Regions from separate parts of the Macaca mulatta genome. Here region 2 is linked to region 1. Evidence: chromatin contacts called from public Hi-C data. All regions are on one chromosome and are shown on one strand. Each heading gives the region's core, a stretch centred on a gene start, on an enhancer-like site or on the middle of the called end of the contact. The rest is flanking DNA. Distances are from core to core; before and after follow the strand shown. Region 1 holds the start of CEP290 (centrosomal protein 290). Region 2 holds the start of POC1B (POC1 centriolar protein B).

Region 1 (4,388 bases), core at 544-3,043:
AAACTCATGAATAACCCACCCCTTGTTTATCATATAATCAAGAAATAACTATAAGAATCCTTAGTCTAGCACCTCCAATGGGGATGTGTGCACCTCCAGTTCTTTCTTGACAAGATACAAGAGCCCTCTCCTGGGGTCTGGATCAGAACCCCTTTCCAGAAACATCATCTCATGTTAAATTATGAATTAAGAACACTGAACATGAAGAATATTTAATTCAAATTAATTGAGTAAACACGTACAAAATTAAAATATAACATTTAATAAAAACAGCAAGATTGAGGCACAAGCACTTCACAAATACTGGTTTCCCAGAATGTCTGAGGAGGTGTATAGAAGTTAAGAATATGTCCTCCAGCCAGAGAGATCTGTGTTCAATCACACTATTTAAGTTAGAGTACTTAGCTTCTCCAAACCTCAGTTTCTTAACTTAGATGGAAAATGAGGACAACGTAAGCACCTATTTCACTGGATTGTAAGGAAGAATAAACAAGATAATGAATAGTATTTGGCATAAAATCTTTCAGAAAAGTAGTAAAATTGTCATTCCTATAAATCTAACTAATGTCTTTAAAATTTATCTCACAAAACCAGTATATTTTTATTTTGTACTGAGCTATTTATTTTACCCAAATTGGGAGTTTAAAAAGAAATTCATTACTTATTTTCGAAAGGAAAATTTACCATCAAGTATAGTAAAATTTTTTTTAAAGCAGCGTTAAAAAAAAAAAAAAAGAAAGATGAGAAGCACTGGTACAGATAGTTGGAAATGTCATTTAGATTTAAATCTACAGCTTCTTAGGAAAGTTAGTTAGAGGTGTATCGCACTCCAGTATGGCTATGAGCAGATGAGCAAAACTTGCACAAGTAAGCGTGGTAAACACCAGAGAAGGCGCTTTCATGGAAGGACACCCTAGGTAACCAAGCAGTGACAATAGTACAGGTGAGTCCTCGGGTACCTTCTCTCTCCACCCCCGGCAGTGGCCCGGACAAGCACTAACCTCTCCTCTCTAGAGCCTTCCCTTTATACTAGCTCCACAACCATCAAGTCCCACCATCTGCGAAGGGAATGGTGCTACAGGTAAGGCTGGCGGGGTCAGAGGATGCCGAGACCTCTTGTCAATTCTTCGCTCGCCCCCAAACGAGGATCACGGCTGCGCGGCTCTCACTCTACCAAGAAAGATTCTGATACTAAACAAGGCTAAAACTTTTTGTTTTTTCCTTCTTACAGAAGGCACTACCTTGGACGCCGCCTGCAAACGCCTGAAGAGAAGGCAGGGTGTTTCCACTTTTTCAGAATGGGGCCAGGCCCTACGGCCCCAATAGCAGAAGCTTCTCTAACCCAGACTGCTGCCCTCAACTCCTCCTGATACGCTGACCCACAGCTCGACCTCACCTGGAAGCGGTTCCGCCAGGGGATGGCTTAGGAAAACCTCATGAAGAGCGGCCCAGCGAGTGACGCCACTAAAGCCACAGTCATGGTCTACCTCGTTCAGGCCACCAGCTCGTAGGCGCCTCAGCCACTGCGCCTCCCGCCTCTCGGTCCTTCCCCGCCGCCCCGGTACCGTCGCAGCCTTCCGCGTTGCACGCCGGGAGCGCCTTATCTCCTCTTCTCAGGGACTTCAGTTCCCAGCATGCACAAACCTCAGGCACATCTGCACTCTGGGATTTGGAGTCCTCGTTCCACGCCTTCTCATCATCCTGAACACCGAGTCCTGGGACTCCGGCGGAGAATCTAAACGTAAAGCATCACCCACGGTCGTGAATTGTAGGCTCTCTTTGCATCCGGGATCTTCTTCTGGCCCCGGCGGAGTTAGGGATGGTGTCGCTTAGCAGCCGCTGCCGCTTTGGCTTCCTTGGGGACCATTTGGCTGGACCCAGAGTCCGCGTGGAACCGCGATAGGGATCTGTCCAGCTTGGTGGTTGTGGTAGTGAGGGACCTCCGCTGGTTGCCAGGCTTGGTGTAGGTGGGTGGATCCCTGTAAGCAGGATCAGCGAGTCACTCCACGTTCAGGTTCTTTAGCCTTAGGGCCCGTGTGCCGCAGCGCAGCTACCCCGTCCCTTCCAGCCTCGGGTCCGTAATCCTGCCTTACTTCGGTTCCGGTTTCCGCCGCACAACTTCACTCATTCCAATTGTTAATTTCTGCTTCTTTTTTTTTTTTTTTTTCCAGCCCCAATTCTGCTTCTCCAAATCAAGGATCATTGTCAGCCTTCCACAGACCCTCGCGCTTGCCAAGATTAGGGTGTTCGCGCGCGTTGTGGGTAGGCGGTGTGGAGGAAGGGACCCAGAAATCTTAGTCCTAACTTATATTAGTGTTAGCAAGGAAGCCGTCACATTTTATTTAGCCGGTACACTCTCTGACAGTTTGTGCCGACTGCTATTTTTGATCAAGGCTATTTTGCCCACTTGTCTGTTTTGTGGCTAAGGCATAGTTCTTTGCTAACATAAGAAAGTTATAATGAAATAATCTGCAAAAAATGTAGGCTATTAGAAAACCAATAATGCTGTGTACCTTGAAAATGCTAATATCCACCTGTTTTGTTACAGAGGTGGAGCACAGTGAAAGAATTCAAGATGCCACCTAATATAAACTGGAAAGAAATAATGAAAGTTGACCCAGATGACCTGCCCCGTCAAGAAGAACTGGCAGATAATTTATTGATTTCCTTATCCAAGGTGCTTACTTGGTCAATAATAATAGATATATACATTAACTTATGATTATTAATAAAATATGAATTTTTTTTTCAGAAACAACTATTAATTGTCACAATCTGGAAGAGTTCTTATATTTTGCTTAAAGGTTATAAAATATAAAACAGTTGCTTTTCTGTTTACTTAGGTGGAAGTAAATGAGCTAAAAAGTGAAAAGCAAGAAAATGTGATACACCTTTTCAGAATTACTCAGTCACTAATGAAGGTTTGTATGTAGTAGGTTTTAATGATAGGTTTGGCTATTAGAGGAACTATAAAAATCTGTTCTTATATAAAGTAATCTTTGTGAAAATACTTGGTAATATCTACATCACCCCTCAAAAGTGCAATATATTTAAATGTAGATTAAGTATTTTAGTATGTAAAACATTGCTAGTTTCTACTTAAAGTTTCTAAAAGGGTATGTAGGGGAAATAGAATGAGTATGTTGAAAAATAACATAAGGAAATATATCCTGAGGTCCAAATGACAAATGCAGACAATGACTGCTATAGGGATTTGTTAAGAGGGGAAGTGATCTAAGAGGTGTCAGAAGACTTCACAGAGGATGAATACTGAGGAGTAGTTTTAGGTAAGTGGAAGGTAATGCAGTGGTAAGATAGTAAGGGAATTCTAGAGCTGTTGGTTACCATAAATAAATATTGAGGATAGGAAATAAGTTTATTCTTTACATTTGAGGAAATGCGGTGCAGCAAGTTTGTAGCAGGCTGTAGAGAAAACAAATCTTGGGTAGGTACTTTGAGATAGGTTCTTGAGGTCATTAAAGGTGTATTTTATGCTGTCAGCAATTGAGAAGGCGTTTTCGAACCACAGTTGATAGGTACAAAAATAGGCCTTAGGAAGGCAAAACTGAGTCTATTATATAGGACAAACTGAAGGAAATCGGAGCTTTGCAAACATCACATTATAGAGGAGTTTAAACCTGAAATTATGCATTAGAATAATAGCAATTGGAACAGAAAAAAAGTAGTGGAAAAACATTACAAAGAGATATGTTGCTTTACTGGATATAAGACTTGAGGACTTGAGGTAAAAGGGAGAATCAAAAATGTTTCATGCTATTAAAAATCTAGAAATTGTCGTCTTAAGTAAGAAAATTGCCTGGCATGGTGGCTCACGTCTATAATCCCAGCACTTTGGGAGGCCAAGGCAGGAGGATTGCCTGAGGCTGGGAGTTGGAGACCAGCCTGGATAATATAGTGAGACCTTGCCTCTACGAAAAAATTTGCTGAGCATGATGGCACACCAAGCATGATGGCATGCCGAGCATGATGGCACGCTGAGCATAATGGCATGCACCTGTAGTCCCAGCTACTCAGGAGACTGAGATGGGAAGATTGCTTGAGCCCAGGAGGCAGAGGTTGCAGTAAGCTGAGATTGTGCCACTGCACTCCAGCCTGGGTGACAAAGTGAGGCCCTATTTCAAAAGCGAAAAAAAAGGAGAGAAAAAATTATTTATTCATTCAACAAATATTTACTGAAAGTCTCCATGTGCCAGCCATTGCTGGCACTAATGAGCATAAGAAAACAAAATTTTTATTTTCAGTGCTTACATTCCAGTTTAAAGGCATATTGAAATAAACTTTTTTTAAATGTTTAGATGAAAGCTCAAGAAGTAGAGCTGGCTTTGGAGGAAGTAGAAAAAGCTGGAGAAGAACAAGCAAAATTTGGT
Region 2 (4,388 bases), core at 644-3,143, 1.4 Mb before region 1:
CATCCATGTTGTAGCTTGTATCAGAATTTCATTTCTTTTTATGGCAGGATAATATTTCCTTATATGTATATATCACACACATTTTGTTTATCCATTCATCTGTTGGATACTTGGATTGTATCCACTTTTTGGCTATTGTAAATAATGCTTGCTTTGAACACTGGCATCTGTTGGAGTCTCTGCTTTCAATACTTATGGGATATACCTAGCAGTGAGATTGCTGGATTATAAGGTAATTTTAGGTTTAACTTTTTGAGGAACTGAAAATTTTTTTAACAGAGCTACATCATTTTACATTCCCACCAGTATCCAGCATTATTTAAAAATAATTTTTAAATATATTTGGCAGGCTTTTAAAATAAGTCAAGCCTAAACTGGGAATATGTAGCAAAACTAAGAGTCCTGCAACAGTTTGCTGACAAGTTGCTGGTATCAACACTCTCAACATATCATCTCCTAGACTAATGTAGTGTTTCTCAACATAGACAGCTGAGACTCCCATAGTAATCATCTATGGAGCTTGTTACATCAGAAGGGCCCTGGATCCCACCTTGTATATGTTGATTCAGCATCTCTGGAAATGGGGCCCCCAAATCAACATTAGAAATGCTAAAGCATGAGACTCATCAACCCTAGATTGCTGAGTTCTTGAAGGTAGGGGAAATATCTTAGTCATCATTGTGTCCCTCAAGGCCAAACATACAACAGATATTTAACAAGTGTATACTTAAATTAACTAACACTGTAATCTAAAGCCTACCTGTTTAGTTGTTAAGTACCATATTTAATAAAATTAAACTCAATCACTAGACAACTAGGGAATCTGTAATTAAGGTGTGTAGCATACCTTTCATTTGCATAAAACACATATCTTACCAGCTGTGCTCTATCATGCCTTTTGATGTAGCTAAGGATCTTTACACTATATGTAATTTTCAGCTCAGAACACACTTTGAGGCAGGGTTAAAAAAAAAAAAAAGGATATGGACTTGGAATTAGAAGAACTGCCTGTGTGACCTCTAAGACCAATATCTAGGAATCAAGTTTATAACTTGGAAACATTGAAAACATTTTGTAATTCTACCAACTACATTGTTTGACTGAAGCACAAATGATACTATGTGTGACAAAGTCTGCTGTAGAAAGGTGGTCTCATAACAACAACAACAACAACAAAAAAAAAACCAAAAACCATGTTTCCAAAAAGTTTAGTGCTCTAAGGTATACGCAAATCAGCAAATGAGATTGGAAACATATCGCAGAACATTATTAACTGTATGCACGACATTTATTCATTCACTCATTCATTCATCACGCACATCCAGCATCTATATCAATATCCCGCAGGGCACTGTGTGGAAAAACAGTGGTTAAATAAATTCAAATCCGCCCTCCGGGGATTTAGTTCCTTTTAGTATATTAATAACTAGCAAGCTGCCCCACTTCAAAGCTTTACGTCAACAAAATAAGCGGTAGGGGATTACCTTAAACGTCACGGGTGCTGTCTCTTTAAAACATAATAGAACTCTGATTGCATCGATCACAGGCTCACAACTCCCTTCCATTCATCGCTCTTATTCCCGTCCTGGTTACTATCCCGCTTCCTGACGTCAAACCACAGGGAACGCGAGTGTTAGTAAACATGGCTTTGGTGTGTAGCCACAACTGAACCGGAGCACCCCTCCCGTCCGCTCTTTACAGGGCTGGCGGTGTCTCGGGGCTCGGCTAGCCATGCTTGGAGCGCGGGGTTTGACTGGGCCGCCGTTGTTGTAGTGACCGGGAGGCGCTGCCGCTCTGGGCAGACGGTTCCGGGAGCCGCACGGTCCCCTCTCCTGCCCCATCCCCTCCCCTCCCCTCCCCGGGTTCCCCCACCCGCAGGAGCCTGGGGCGGACCACTCCCCCCCGATGGCCTCAGCCACGGTAAGAACGGGTTGGAAGTGCGGGGGGATCCCTCCCCGGAGCCTGTCCCGCCGGCTGCGGAGCCAGGTCCGGGCCGAACCCGCACCTGACGGGAGATGGAGGCAGGTGTCCGCAGCCGGGTCCTGAGCCCCTCGTCCCGGGGCGTCCGTATCTCACTCTCTGCCACCGGGGCGGACGGAGTGCAGAAACCAGACCCAGCTCACGGGCGCTCTTCCCCGAGTTCCGGAGCTCCGGACTGAGCCGGGCGGTCCCACGGCCCCCAGAATTCTTGGAGGGTTTCCGTGGAGCGCCTACGTCAGAATCACCTGGGAAGTATTTTTTAAAAAAAAAAAAAGTACCAAAGCCGAGGCGCATCCTAGCACCTGCCTGCCCTGTGCCAGCGGGCGGGGCCCGGGAACGTGCATGTCAAAGGGGCCGCGGCTCCTAAGATGCGCTGGACTCTGGGGAGCGCGAACAGAGCGTTTTACCGGCCCTGCGGGGAGAGCTGGCGCCGGCGTCTCCCTGTAGCCGGACTGGGCGCCGCGCCCGTGGGTGGGCTGCTGCCCGGCTCCGCCGCCCAGCCAAGCCGCCGCCTGGGTGGCCATTCCCAGGCCGGACTCCGGGGGAGTGGCAGCGTCGATCCCGGCCCCCAGAATTCGAGGTCTGCGGCGGCTTTCAAAACTTGACGACTTTCCTTTCCAGGAGGACCCCGTTCTGGAGCGTTATTTCAAAGGCCACAAAGCTGCGATCACCTCCTTGGACTTCAGCCCCAACGGCAAGCAACTCGGTAAGTCTTATTCTTGTTTTGCTTTTGTAATGAGACAAAAGTTCCACGGGCCGGAAACCTTTCCTCCTGTCCGGGCAGGGTCCCTAGAAGAACGGCTAGGGGCCTGTATGGGGGTTGAGAGCACCCGGAGACGAGGGCCCAGCGCGGCGGGGCGCAGCTGGGGCCCCCTCGGCCATCCCGGCCCCCGGCCATCCCGGCCCCCGGCCCGGCCAAGAGTCTCGTACGTATCCAGCAGTCCAGGCCTGGCGGACGACTTTCGCAAACTAACCACCAGGAGGAGTGAGTGGGCAGGGGAGGGGTTTGTCCTGGGCCCGGGGAGGGTGGGGTGTTGGCTGGAGAGTTCGTGAAAAGTTGTGAGCCGAGCAGGAGGAAGTGGGGAGAGAGGAGTTGGGCCGTGCCGGAGGCCGAGGACCGAGAGGGCTCAGGTGACCCCTGGAAAGCCCGGGTGGCTGGAAAGAAGCCCAGCGCCTGCATGAAAGGAAGAACCTGCCGGGAAGTACCTGAGCTCGAGCTGTGGGTTCCGCCGCCCTTCCCCTGCATGGTGGCTGGGTGGCTGCGTCTGCGCCCCAGCCCTGAGAATCCGGATGGCGGTGAGGTGGACTTGGGCAGGCAAGAGCTGCCTGCTGCTGGCGTTTTTAACAGTGGCCTATATCTTCGTGGAGCTCTTGGTCTCCACTTTTCATGCCTCCGCAGGAGCCGGCCGTGCCAGGGAGCTGGGGTCAAGAAGGCTCTCAGACCTCCAGAAAAATACAGAGGATTTGTCTCGACCGCTTTATAAGAAGCCCCCTGCAGATTCCCATGCACCTGGGGAGTGGGGGAAAGCCAGCAAACTCCAACTCAACGAGGGTGAACTGAAGCAGCAAGAAGAACTCATTGAGAGATATGCCATCAATATTTACCTCAGTGACAGAATTTCCCTGCATCGACACATAGAGGATAAAAGAATGTATGAGTGTAAGTCCCAGAAGTTCAACTATAGGACACTTCCTACCACCTCTGTTATCATTGCTTTCTATAATGAAGCCTGGTCGACTTTGCTCCGTACTATTCACAGTGTTTTAGAAACTTCTCCTGCGGTCCTTTTGAAAGAGATCATCTTGGTGGATGACTTGAGTGACAGAGTTTATTTGAAGACGCAACTTGAAAGTTACATCAGCAATCTTGATAGAGTACGCTTGATTAGGACCAATAAGCGAGAGGGGCTGGTTAGGGCCCGTCTGATTGGGGCCACTTTCGCCACTGGGGACGTCCTCACTTTCCTGGATTGTCACTGTGAGTGTAATTCCGGTTGGCTGGAACCGCTTTTGGAAAGGATTGGGAGAGATGAAACAGCAATTGTGTGTCCTGTTATAGACACAATTGATTGGAATACTTTTGAATTCTATATGCAGACAGGGGAGCCCATGATTGGTGGGTTTGACTGGCGTTTAACATTTCAGTGGCATTCTGTCCCCAAACACGAAAGGGACAGGCGGATATCAAGAATTGACCCCATCAGATCACCCACCATGGCTGGAGGACTGTTTGCTGTCAGCAAGAAATATTTTCAGTACCTGGGAACATATGACACAGGAATGGAAGTGTGGGGAGGTGAAAACCTTGAACTGTCTTTTAGGGTGTGGCAGTGTGGTGGCAAATTGGAGATCCACCCGTGTTCCCACGTGGGCCATGTGTTCCCCAAGCGGGCACCGTATGCTCGCCC

Evidence for each region. A called contact is a pair of places that touch in the nucleus more often than the background predicts.
Region 2: a Hi-C map of fetal cortex germinal zone shows a contact between it and region 1, with 2.5 times the contacts expected there. The contact joins the promoter of POC1B here to the promoter of CEP290 in region 1. A contact is called at or near these places in 2 of 14 Hi-C or Micro-C datasets (fetal cortex germinal zone and fetal cortical plate).

The regions. Positions count from the first base shown.
Region 1 is chr11:95,386,806-95,391,193 of T2T-MMU8v2.0, reverse strand. It overlaps CEP290 (centrosomal protein 290), which reads left to right and starts at 1,793. Exons shown (of 53, transcript XM_077953219.1): 1 at 1,793-1,967; 2 at 2,549-2,677; 3 at 4,317-4,386. The coding sequence starts at 2,576. TMTC3 (transmembrane O-mannosyltransferase targeting cadherins 3) reads right to left here and starts at 1,578. Exons shown (of 14, transcript XM_015152434.3): 1 at 1,397-1,578.
Region 2 is chr11:96,801,698-96,806,085 of T2T-MMU8v2.0, reverse strand. POC1B (POC1 centriolar protein B) reads left to right here and starts at 1,893. Exons shown (of 12, transcript NM_001261628.1): 1 at 1,893-1,920; 2 at 2,602-2,686. The coding sequence starts at 1,906. It overlaps GALNT4 (polypeptide N-acetylgalactosaminyltransferase 4), which reads left to right and starts at 3,023. Exons shown (of 1, transcript NM_001194761.2): 1 at 3,023-4,388. The coding sequence starts at 3,271. LOC107000962 (a long non-coding RNA gene) reads right to left here and starts at 2,293. Exons shown (of 4, transcript XR_003720735.2): 1 at 2,006-2,293; 2 at 1,485-1,604.